Linked DNA regions of Cricetulus griseus: region 1 is linked to region 2. A link is a contact called in public Micro-C data. All regions are on one chromosome and are shown on one strand. Each heading gives the region's core, a stretch centred on a gene start, on an enhancer-like site or on the middle of the called end of the contact. The rest is flanking DNA. Distances are from core to core; before and after follow the strand shown.

Evidence for each region. A called contact is a pair of places that touch in the nucleus more often than the background predicts.
Region 1: a Micro-C map of the CHO-K1 cell line shows a contact between it and region 2, with 1.9 times the contacts expected there. The contact joins two enhancer-like sites. A contact is called at or near these places in 2 of 8 Hi-C or Micro-C datasets (both in the CHO-K1 cell line).

What each region holds. Positions count from the first base shown.
Region 1 is chr3:260,401,490-260,408,000 of CriGri-PICRH-1.0, forward strand. Tfap2a (transcription factor AP-2-alpha) reads right to left here. Exons shown (of 8, transcript XM_027410398.2): 3 at 6,070-6,121; 4 at 4,034-4,265; 5 at 2,220-2,338; 6 at 145-286. Among named protein-coding and RNA genes, the nearest start is that of Tfap2a, 11 kb to the right of the region's middle. Within about 2 kb of position 4,097, at least 6 of the 6 cell types and tissues checked have open chromatin away from gene starts, as enhancers often do. A contact at or near this core is called in the CHO-K1 cell line, where this site is marked.
Region 2 is chr3:260,322,698-260,328,632 of CriGri-PICRH-1.0, forward strand. The region is part of intron 1 of LOC103163096 (a long non-coding RNA gene); the gene reads left to right. Among named protein-coding and RNA genes, the nearest start is that of Tfap2a, 90 kb to the right of the region's middle. Within about 2 kb of position 2,659, at least 3 of the 6 cell types and tissues checked have open chromatin away from gene starts, as enhancers often do. A contact at or near this core is called in the CHO-K1 cell line, where this site is marked.

The DNA of each region.
Region 1 (6,511 bases), core at 2,847-5,346, 80 kb after region 2:
CTGTGCTAATTTATGTTTGTGCCCTGACTTCAGTATTCACAGCAAAGCTGATCAATAGGAATGAAAAAGAGAAGAGAGCACAAGATAGTTTTGTTTTGTTTTTGACAGTGAACAGCCTAGACCCCGCAGAGGTAAATGCCTTACTTTGTAGCCAGGAGCATGTTTTTTCTTGTCACTTGCTCATTGGGATCGGAATGTTGTCGGTTGAGAAATTCCGCTACTGCTTTGGCAGGAAATTCAGTTTCGCACACGTACCCAAAGTCCCTGGCTAGGTGGACGGCTTCTCCTGGCAAGAGGTAGGAGGAGGGAAGTGAGGGCCAGAGAAAGAAGAAATTGGGAATCAAAGTCTCCTCCCTACACCCAACTCCCTTAGTTTTCTTCACTAAAAGTTGGAAGGAACAGAAACCCCTTGTTTTCTTACTTTAGAGATTCCTTCTCTGTGAGACCTGGAGACCTTACTCATCAGTAAAAGTGCCAAGTTGGCTTACAAGGCCAAAATGCTTTGAAAATGTTAATCCCACCCATCGCCCCATACCCATCCCTGAGGGATGTTTCCCCAACTTCTGTTTGAAAATGGCTCTGCCGTCTCAACCTCACACCTATCAACACACTCGTCAATGATGTTCCATAATTACTCCTTGAGCTTTTCAGCAAGGGAACAACTGAGAGTTTACATTTTAACTTGATCACATATAATTATCTGTTCATCCAAGCCGATTAACCAAGAGGATTTGAGGGTCACTCCACTGAGTCTGTCTGTGTTGTTGATTTTCGAATCTTTGGTTTTAATTTCCTGAACCAGTTGGTTTTTACTGCAGGGCTTCCTGCCATTAGCTCCAGCTCCGGAAGAACGCATGCGCCAATTAGAGCATCAAAGGCCTCTCGGCAGAGCTTGTTTCCATAAAATGGAGCGGATCACAAACAATAACAGTTCTCCAGAAACTGCCTCCCCACTGCAGTCTCAACCCCCAGACCCAGACCAATGCTCACGCGCCATCCTCGGCTGCCACCACCATTTTCATGACATATAATTTGGGAGGTAGGATATGAAAAGTGGTTTTCTACATACTACCATTATTTTAATATAATGTGGCTGTATTTGAATTTCTGGCCTTGAACAATGGCTGGGGTTTTCTTGCTTTTTTTTTTTTTTTTAAGTTTCATCATCTTCATCTTCAACACCGTTTAACACATGAAAGTCATAGAATTCCTCCTCAAAAACATTTGTTTCAGATGCTTTCTAGAAACTTCCAAAAAACTTGGATCCAATGGCACTATCTCCTCCAACACACTATGCAAATAAGATAAAATTGCCTCATTGAAATATAAATGCTAGTTTTAAATCTGCCTAGGAATAAATTACTATTTTTTAAATTTTCCTTTTAACAAGAGATATAACAAGCCACAAAGAAAAGCACAAGAGAACTATGCATTCACCCAACCCTTAATCCCAACCTTAAACCAACTGACTATCAGAAAAAGTTAGGAATCTAGGAGGCAGGAACATGAACGGATTCTGGTGACAGTTTTTGTTTAACTGGACAGGGATGGCTTTTTGTCTTGAGGAATTTGGCAGGGTGTGTGTGCTCAAAAATCTGCCATAAGAAACTCTTTTACAATGTGTCTGCTTCTTTTTCTCTTTCTGTATCTGACAATCCAAATTCTAAAATTGCTCACTTTCTTTCAATCGTGGAGAGAACGAAACACAATGAAGCAGGAGATGAGGAAGTACATGTTTAGAAAACAACTACTACAAGGGCTTTAACCCTGAGCTTTCAGGACAGTCTTAAATCAGGATGCAGGTCAAAGATTCCCAAATTAATTCAGGAAGTAATGGTCACGCATTTCTCAAACGCAGATGTCAGAATAACTTAAGTGATTTACTGCTGAGTTCTTTAGAGGAGACAGGAACTTGGAGAATGTGTGGCTCTTAAATTTGTGCATTGTTTAGGTCAGATTTGTGCTGAGGACAAGGTAATTTTATGGTAGACAGGAAGAACATATAGGCATGAGTGTATATAGTCTCTGGAGTTTTGTTTGGCTTTGTTACTTGGTTTTCCTTGACATCCCAGAATTCTGTTCACTTCCAGTTATAGCTATATTCCATGGAAAGGTGAAACCACCAAAGTACACAAAACACACTCAAACATCTGGCCACTAAATATTATCCATTTCCCCAGACAACTGTTCCCTTCTACTTAGCAAGTGGATTTGCTTACCTTCCACTAATGATGTAAGCAGGGTGACGTTGGCAGCTTTGCGTCTCCCTGCTGGCAGATTTAATCCTATTTTGTCCAGTTTTTCTCTTAAAGATCGTCCTCCATTCTTAGACTTCGCTCTGTTTCATAAAGATATAGAAAATATTGACTTGCTCTGTGTCACATTAAAGTAATTTTGAACACTTTCTAAAATGTGTTCTTGAAAACTGAGAAGCCTAAGGAACTGTACAGAAAGGTTGTAGGAGATAAAGGCTAGTTCAGCTGTAAAGCACACACTGTGTTCAGTTATTGTTGCGACTATTGTGGCAGGTTGGGAGCTTTTCTGTTTCTAGTTCTCTGAAGAAGAGCTGCAAACACATAGTTCTGAACTCTGGAGCTGGAGGTATTCTTGAGGTCAGCTGATTACTGTGTATTTTCCCTGTTGCTACAATAACACAAACCCCAGTGGGGTCTTTAAATTGTCTTCACAAGATCTGCTGTTAGGTCGTTCCCAGTAACCAAAGTTATCATCACGCTCACATTTCATGCTCTCGCTTTGGTCCCAATGGGAAACGCATCTCGACAACTGTTTACATGCCACGTCAGGAGCATAACTGGAAATGTCAAAAGGATGATGGCTGATATCAGCCTTCAAAAATTTCCCTGATTTCAGAGACAATGGAGGCGCTTCTAAATAGATGTCTAAATAGACTCCCATAATCAGAAAGTGGTTAAGATAAATTGTTTAAATAAAACAGCAAATTAATTAATTTCAGATTTTATTCCCTACTCAAGTGGCTCTTTAATTGCGTGGATTAGATTATACTCCCTTAGGTAAGCAGTCTCCGATACTGGTGATGGGGGAAGGGGAGGAAAAAGCAGAGGGCAGAGAAAGATCTCTGGCAGTAAAAGAACTAAGGAAAAACCAAGTGACTGAACGATGATGACAGTCGCTGGTATTAATTCTGCAAAACCCTCTTAGAGGATGTAGGTGAGCTGTACCCACCAAGGCCCAACTCCGGGTCATTAAGATTCAGGAATAAAGTTAGACATGGAGAGGAGAGTAAGAGACATACTATTTGACCAAATGTAACACTAGGCCTACAACTCACACCATCGGGTAGATTCCTAAGATGGAGGGCATACCGCTGGGTCCCAGGAAAGACATTCCCTGGCCCTTGTGAATCTCACTCCACCTCAGAGAGGCGAGAAACCCGTGTTAACGGATGTGGTCCCTGAGAGCGGCTACATATAATGAACGGAAACTGGAAACGTGCCCTGTCACACATCACAGTAAATCAGAACCGTCGAAAGCTAGCGCAGAGGCTGGGGGTAGGGGGAGCATTCTGGCGGGAGGTGCCAGCAACCAGGGTTGGGGAGGCATGCGGCATGCAAAAGTCTCGCTTTACTTGAAAACCAGTCTCCACTCAAGGGCGACAGGTTCCCATCAGAGACCCCACGCTTCGGTAAGGCAAAGCGAGGAGCCCACAAGTTTTCCTGAGCTTGCAACCTGTGTGCAACCAGGGAAAAGGCAGCTGCACGGCGCCCCATGGCTGCCAAGGCCGGGACTGAGCCCGCAGCAGTGAGCGCTGCGCCTGCGTGCAGAAGAAAGCCGAGGCCCCGCAATGCGCAGGCGCGCCGCCTCACCCCACCCTCCACCCCGCCTCCGGCCCCTCCCACCGGGCGCCACTCGCTCCCCTCCCCGCCCTTTTCCCTGGCAGCCGGCGGCGTGCGGCGCCGCTACTGCCCCGGCGCAGGCGCACTGAGGCCGCGTCCGCGGGCGGGGCGGGGCGGGGTGGAATGGGCGGGGCGGAATGGGCGGGGCCGGGCCTCACCTCCGCAGCACTCCGCCCAACAGCGACGCGTTGAGACACTCCGGCGGTGAGAGGCGCCGCTGTACTTCCGCCACCGTGACCTTGTACTTCGAGGTGGAGCTGAGGAGCGACAGGCGACCCGGAACTGAACAGAAGACTTCGTTGGGGTTCACCACGCCACCGAAGAGGTTGTCCTTGTTGATAGGGATGGCGGAGACGGCGTTGCTGTTGGACTTGGACAGGGACACAGGGCCTGCGGAGACAGAGGAGGGCGCGTGTTGGGGGGCGGGCCCACCGCGCTGGCATCCCGCAGCGGCTTCCTGCCATCACCCTTGCTGCAAGCTGTCTAGAGATGGCTGATGCTGTCGCTACCCCCCGCCCCGGGCTCGCGCAGGGCGCCGGCGAGGTGCAGGAGATCGCGTTTGGGGAGACAGCGGGTGGGTTTCATGTGCAAACCCCGGGCAGGGTTGGTGTAGCCAGGGTTTAGCGGACGAAGGACTCACAGCGGAAAGAAATGGCTGTTAAAGCCGGTGGATACTCTGGGTGGCTGCAGCAGCCAGTAAATGAACATTTCCATTTAGCCAGCAAGTGGTGCATTCTGTTGTCACACACTGTACTAACCTCCTTTCATCGATAGACCCTGATGTTTCATTTTGAAAGACGCTCGGGTTTTGGAAATCATCCCAAGCCCATTTTTTGAACAGGACTCAAGAAAGGGCCTACAGCTGAACACTAGGAATGAGTCCTTTTGTTGAGCAAATACTAATTGAACCCGGTCTGCCTAAGGCCCTTCAAAAGAGTCCGGGGCGGGGGGGAGGTAGAATATACAATCAGTTAAAACCATAAGCCGTCATTGTTGGACCAACCATTGTTAGAAAACAAATTCAAGACCAGGCAAACGAGGGGTCCATTTCTTAACACCAATTTAATTCTGATGCGTCCGCAACCACTTAAGTACAATGCATTTATATCTTAAAATCCCACATAGAGACATGTAATAATAATATGTACACAGTCTCATCACAGCATGTTTTTTTTTTTTTTAATGGGGATATTCTAGTCGTATGGGGAGATGAGGGGCTCTAGGTTTTGGATAGATCACTTGTGACATTAATAGCTCTGGGGAGGCTAATAGAGACAATAGGAGTTAAACGAACTCTTGAGAGATTACTAATAAAAGAGCCAATTATCATGTCGACTTGGAAAGAGCACCTCTTAAGATTTATCCCTTGCACATCTAATTTGACATGACAAAGACTTCACAGATGCAAAAATGAAACTTTAAACTAGCTTACACTATACTGATTGGGGTTAGAAATGAGAACAGTTTTATATAGCATGGTCCTCTGGTGGAATCTAGAACCCTGAGATTTTTGCCATCATAACAACAACAACAACAAAATACTGCTATTGCATTTAATACATGAAACTTTATTCCTACCCACTAAGCACAATGCAGATGATAAATTCATTCAAATCCTGTAATACCTTTTTAACAATTTCTTTTCTAAATACTTAGGTCAATAGTGGCATCTTCAAGATGCTAATTTTAACCAAAAGCTAAATTTTTGTTAACCTAATTCACCAAGTTTTAAAGCCTTGAGACTCAATCAAGAAACTAGAAACTAAATCAGAGAACATGAAGTTTTCTTCCCTAATAGAGGGCTTTAAAAAAAAAATCTGTCTTTTCATTGATATTAAATTATTTGTATTATTTTAGCTTGATACACTTTTTAACCCTCATGGCCTTTAACTCCACACAATGAATTAGCTATGAAACCACTTCCAAATCAGGTCAATATTGCACATTTCATTTTGTCCAAATATGAATAACTGAACTCAGTGCTGAAATCATGATCTGAACAAAGCTAGCCTGTTGCCATTACCAAGATCCTGAAAGCCGGTTGTTTAAGCACTGTTCTTCTATGCCTATCTATTTGCTAATTCTGAGCCTTTAGGAAATCCTATTTGAAAAAAATAAATACAGTCCTGCAAGTTCTTTTAAATAGCACTCTGCCTGTAAGGACATGCTTGGAATGCAGAAGGAAATGGCTTACCTTTCTTAATTACAGTTTGATCTGGGATGTTAATACCCGGGTCTTCTACATGCTGCAACAAAAGGATACACATGAATGTAAGTGTATAATCAAAACAAAAGGAAATGAATATTCCCTGCAAGGTGGGGGAGGGGAAGGTGGAGGATGGCAGTCCCCCCTCCCTCATAATGACATTTATATATAAACATCTCATCTTAGCTTACTGAATTTGGAGCTTTAAAACTCAAGAGGTTTCACTGTACACCCACAACCCATTTTTCCTCCCCCCTCCCAGGAGATAATCCACATTGAACAGGATGGGATGGGGAATAAAACTTTCTTTGAAAATTAAATGAAGTTTGGGAGTTCCTAATCTTTTCCCCAGTCAATTCAACCTTTAGAAATGCATGTGGCTTTGGTGTGGCACTTCTCAGCAGCTTGGGAACCTCAGGGATCCCAGAGT
Region 2 (5,935 bases), core at 1,409-3,908:
ATGGGTCTTTTTACTTTGGTTAAGCTCAGGATGAAAATAATCATGTTTCTTTGGGATTCCACAATGCCCTTTCCTTCCTCCAAGACTGCCTTCACACCTGCCGGCTTGCCCACAGCCTCCTCAGAGCAGCAAGCCCCTCCAAGCGCTCCTTAGCCATGGTGCTGGAAACAGATCATAAAGCTTGCATTCTCTACCCTACCACTGGGCTGCACCCCACTCAAGTCACCAGCTTCCCCCCTCCTCTCGAATCTGACTGAGGTCTGTCTCCATTGTCATTCATTAATTTCACTATGAGGTAAATAACATCTGGGTTTCTGAAAAGTCTACTTGCTGTCAGAGTTACAGTACAAGAAAACAGGAACAAACCTGACCGGGTTTTTGTTTGTTGTTTTTGTGTTTGTTTGTTTTGAAACGAATCCATTTCCCCACGTTTCTAGCTTTGGCAAAGTCTGCTTTGCAAAAATATGACTTTTCTCCCTTTTGCTACAGATGAAAAGGACATCCCTGGAAGCAGCAGGACAAATGATTTCCAAGGGGGCTCTCTGACTTGACTCTCTACCAAATCCGTAGAGATCTAGCTTTATGGCCAAAGAGAGCTACTCAGAATGGTCAGGCCACACCTGCCCGATAGCATCTCAGCTACTCCCTTTGAGGACAACAGGGTAGTCATTTCTGCTAAATGCCTCTTTTCCAATACAGCAAATGTTACTCATTGTGCCAATGTATAAGCACAAGAGAGGCAAACTGTTTATCCATACCCAAAGATAAATATGTACTAGCAAATGCAAACCCTGTCAGCCAGTCACCTGGTCGGAACCAAGAGCCACCAGCTTGGAGAGGGACCTGTTTTATGAAGGGTGTGTCCAAGATGCTTTCTGGCTTCAGGCTTTTTGCAAGGGTACACTCTATTGTCAGGCAGAATCAACAGTTTCCCTGCCAGGAATCTCTTCCACCATTCCTGACACCTAAGCAGAAATTCTTCTCTTTAGAAACAGAAGGAGAAATAGTCTGGGGAGGGGAGGGGGACAGGGATGGTGGAGAGATTAAAATCTTTCCATCAGAGGTCTCTTTCCCTCCCTTCACTGTGTAAGGACACTGACTGCCTGAGCTGCTTGCTCAGCCACCCTGAATGTATAGCTGCCTTTTGTGCCCCAGGGCCAAAGCAGATTTCTTTACTAGAGATGCAATCAGCTCTACCCAATCAGTAAGAAGGGTTAATCAGCTGATCGATTGGTCCCTGAGCAGCTAGGACCTGGCTCCTCTCTGACTGGCTCTAGCGTGGCCTTGGGGCAAGAGGTTGGGAACTTTTAATTATCCACAGCAGCTACCGCTCTGATTGAATGGTCAATGGGTTTACTACTGAGGCAGCCCTGCTTGAATAATAATAGAAAACAATGTGAACTCTGGCGAGTGCAAACAGAGGCCCCCCGAAAAGGCACTTGGAGATGGAGAATGCACTGTTGAGACAAGTTAATTGCTTGACAGAAACCAAATTTCAAAGGTCTGGAAGACGTTTTGTCTGAGAGGGGTAGAGACTAGGGGAATGATCGAGCAGCGAAATGGCATTTTCTTTTCTCCTCTCGGGCCTGTGACCATCTCTGGCTACACGCCACTGCCCCAGGACAAAGGGTAACTCGCTCACCCTGGTGGCTAAAATCTGATCATTTGAGGAAATTTGTGTTTTGACATTTGCTGGCACTGTCAGGGTTTAATTATTTTTCATCAGGAACTTCCTTGAGAAGAAATAATCATAACCTTCCCTAGCTTTAGGGTGGAGGATGCTCAGAAAGAGAAGAGACAGTAAAACACATGAAATGTGTGTGTGTGTGTGTGTGTGTGTGTGTGTGTGTGAGAGAGAGAGAGAGAGAGAGAGAGAGAGAGAGAGAGAGAGAGAATGTGCGTATGTGCTTTGTGCATGTTTACTAAAAGCTTTGCTCTTCACACTTTATGGTGTACAGACCTATCCACTTGACATTCCCCATTTCCCCAACAGAAAAAGAACTATTTGCTAGGAGACCTCACTGGAATATTCTGATCTTTGTGTTCCCTGATAACAAAGCTTACTGGTGTTGCTGTGCTCTCCCCTTGGAAATTTAGACAGGGTCTCAAAATCAGTCTTCTCTTTCTGAGAATCAGATGCCACCAAAGGGGCAAGATAACCACACCTCAATTCCATGTGCTGGGAAGGAGGTTAGCAAAAAACGGGGGGGGGAGGGGGTTCAATCTTAAAAAAAAAAAAAAGGAAGTAAAGAGAATAAAAGACTGCTTTGGCGGAATTTGGATGGGTGTGAAGGGGAAAGGTCAACTTGAACCACTTTGGAAGGCATCAATAGAAATCTCAGTCAAGACCCCCAAATTGTCCAAGATCAAAAGTCATCCTATTTCAGCAGATTCCATGTTAAAATTTTGCCTTTCTCCAGTGATCTCATATAAACACGAGTGTTCATCAGGCGCGCCGGAGTCATTACTATTTATATTACTATACCCCGGCTGTGTGCAGTCAATTCATAATCGTCCAGTTTTTCTAATTAATCACAAAAGATTTTTGTTTTGCCTGCAGCTAGTTCTGGGGTGACTCACGATGGCAAGCCAAAGCTCATACATCAAACACAGGCCCTTTCTCACTCTGGCCTTCTGCTGGGGAATGCAGTTCGGTGCTTCGCCACCAAAGAGGTGCAGACTGGGCATGCGCGGCCCCAGGCAGCCGAGAAGCTTGCAGCTCTGTCCTCTGCTGCGCCACTTGTTATTTTTATCTGATGCGTTCTTAGGCCAAATCAGATCCAGAGAGCACAGCGAGGTTTCTAAATTCAGAGCTCTGCTCTTCTGTCTCCCTTTCTCCCTCTCTACTGACATCCTCTTTTATCAAATCGGCTGAAGACCACAGCATCTCCAACAGAGGGACACGGCACCATTTTTTTTTTTCATATTCTTCAGTGGTGGCCTTTTGTGAAGACAATGAAAAATAATAATAATGTCACCAAGAGAAGAAGAAAAAGCACAGATTCTGAATTTTCTCTTGCAATATCCAGGTCATGATGGCCAGTAAGAATATCTATTCTGTGTGCGGTGGTCTCATGGAAAGACATCTGAGTGTATGTCAGGAGGGGACAGACAAAAAGGAGTCCCTGAAGATACCTTCCTCCAGAACTGGGATGAGGACGGTTGGGGCCACAGCTGTTTGAGTCAGGACAGCTGTGTACGTTTCAAACAAATGAAGAGAGGGTCACCTGGAAGGAATCTGGCTGTCACTGTCCCATGTAAACCACACTGCATGGGATGAAATTCAGTTGCCATCACTCCATGAGGAAGACTTGTGCTGGAGGCAGCCCAGGAGAAATCCATCTGTCCAGTAGTTCTCTAAACCTTCCACATGCTCTAGAGGTGCCTGACAGCTTCTAGAAGCTGATTCTATATACATACAGTCAACCTTCTGCATCTGTGGAAGAAGCCACACTCACAGATTCACCCATCTGCAGAAAAAAAAATAGTCAAGAAAAACTCTGCATCTAACTAAATGCATGAAGATTGTCTTTCTATCCTGGGGTGCAGAGGGTTGAACCTAGATATATGTTCTACCACTGAGCTACACCCCCAACCTCTCTGAATATTCCTGTCATTCCCTGAACGACACAGCATAACAACTCATTGCATGTTTGTTGTGCATTGGGTAATCTAGAGTTGATTTAGAGCACACAGAAGGATGTGTACAAGTCATGTGCAAATACCATCATTTCAAAAGACTTGCACACCTACAAATGTGGGTCCACAAAGGAGATCATGGAGCCAACCATCAGCAGCTGTGCCTTCGTTAGTTTTGCTGGGCTTCCCTGTTCCCTAATGTTCTGGGTGTGCCATTATAACATAATTTGTGCAGAACCAGATATGCAAGGCACCGGCCTGCTTGTCCTTTCAAACTCCACCCTCAAATCCTCTCCTTCTAACTACGTTATCGCCTCTGCTAAACAGTCTCTCAGCTGCTCGCTCCTTGCCCACACCCACCACAAATATTTCCACTAGAGAAGAATTCTTTTCTACTTCTTACAGAACGTATTGCCCGCCACTGGCATGTTTTTATATACCTGCCTGGTTCCCTGACAGGACAGTGGAGACTCCCATCTCCTGCTTCAGATAGTTACTCTAGGATGAGGCTAACTGAACCCAGTGCTCCACCTTTGGCTTCCCAATCCTAGCCATTCTGAGGTTGTGTTTAGTGACTCACTCCCTCACAGGTGACCTATTCCCCTGTCTCCCCAGAGCTAAGTCTCCTCAGCCGGTGCACATTCTTCACATGCAGATCAATGTTGATGTGTCCTTTTTGAATCATAATTACAACAACAGCAAAGAATCTGTTATTATCTCTTGATTAGGAAAGGCCAAACATACCTGGATCTGTGTTTGGGCTTTTCCCCTCTTCTGAAACTATTTGCATATGTAAGGGGTGGGGGTGGAGCAAGGGACATCAAAGGACATCTGCTTGTTTGATCTAATTAGTCTATTTTTTTCTTCTCTACCAAAACACTAGAAAAGGGAAATTCCAGACAGTTCTTGAATCTCTGTGAAGTCAGTCAGTTTCTTGGACAAGAAGACATGAATTTTCTTTAACACACTGGCCACCTAACAAAAAAACAAGAGGACCCAGCCTTTGACTCCATGGTCGTTGATAATTTGTTTATTGGTGTTGGTCATGCGGCCTCTATTCTTATTTACAAGCAAACAACATTATGACCACTAGGTTCCTAGGGAGACAAACCTAAGCAGGCTGTTACAAACTCCCTGGGTATCTGGAAACAGTGGTGTCAGGGTGCAAAGGACATCACAACTGAGAAAAAGGACACAGTCTGCAGTGGGGTTCCTGGTAAGAGTCACTGCAAGTTCCCTTCAAGCCACATCCTAGGGGATGGGGGTGGGGTGCTCCAACCACATGGGTATGAATGAGCTACACTTCTTTGTCAAGGATGCAGGATAGACACAAAGAATACAAAGTGGCCTGTCTCTGTTACTTTCTACAGATGGAATGCCAGAGAATGGGAAAGGCATAGCAAGAGGCTTTAAGCAGGATGTGCTAGGGACTCTGGAAATGTCTAAGAGTACACTCCTCCAGAACAGGGGTAGAGAAGGAAGAAGAGATATAGAAGAGAGAGAGAAGGGGCGGGGAGGGAAGGAGAGGAGAGGAGAGGAGAGGAGAGGAGAGGAGAGGAGAGGAGAGGAGAGGAGAGGAGAGGAGGAGAAAGACAACGATGACAAGGTGGAGGTGAGAAGGGAGAGAGAGGAGAGGTAAGAGAGAGAGGAGGGGAAGACAGGAGGCAGAAGCAAAGGGGGGTGAAGGAACCTGAGTGAGCATCCAAGTGAGGAATGGAAATGGGCAGAGTTAGAGATACTTAGTAATGAAGAGAAAGTAAAAACAAAGAAGAAAAGAAGAAGAAGAAGAAGAAGAAGAAGAAGAAGAAGAAGAAGAAGAAGAAGAAGAAGAAGAAGAAGAAGAAGAAGACTGGATGTTTCTGGAAGAACAACTGGGATTAGGTTCTTCAGAATTCCAAGAAGTTTGTTCTGCTTCATCCAGTGTCTCTAAATATGAAACACAGACATGAGTTTATCAAAAACTGACCTGGGGTGGGCCAGAAAACCTCATGTCTATTGACAAAAACACAGATCCAGCAAAGAACTTTCCCCACCCCCTGTATTCCCTCTGCTTCCTCCTTGCAGAGGACTAGTAAAAGTCCCAGCAGCTTCCTAACATTCTAACAGCCTTCAGCAAACTTAAGTCTCCCTTTGTTAAAGAAGTGAAGAGTAGGAATGACATTGAGTCATTCCTCTAGCGTGGGCACACTGAGCTCAGACACAAGCCCAGAGCCTGGAATCACAGAGCATGCAACCTGACCAGACAGGCTCTGAAGTGCAGGCTCCTCCTCCCTCTCACATTCTACTGCCACCATAA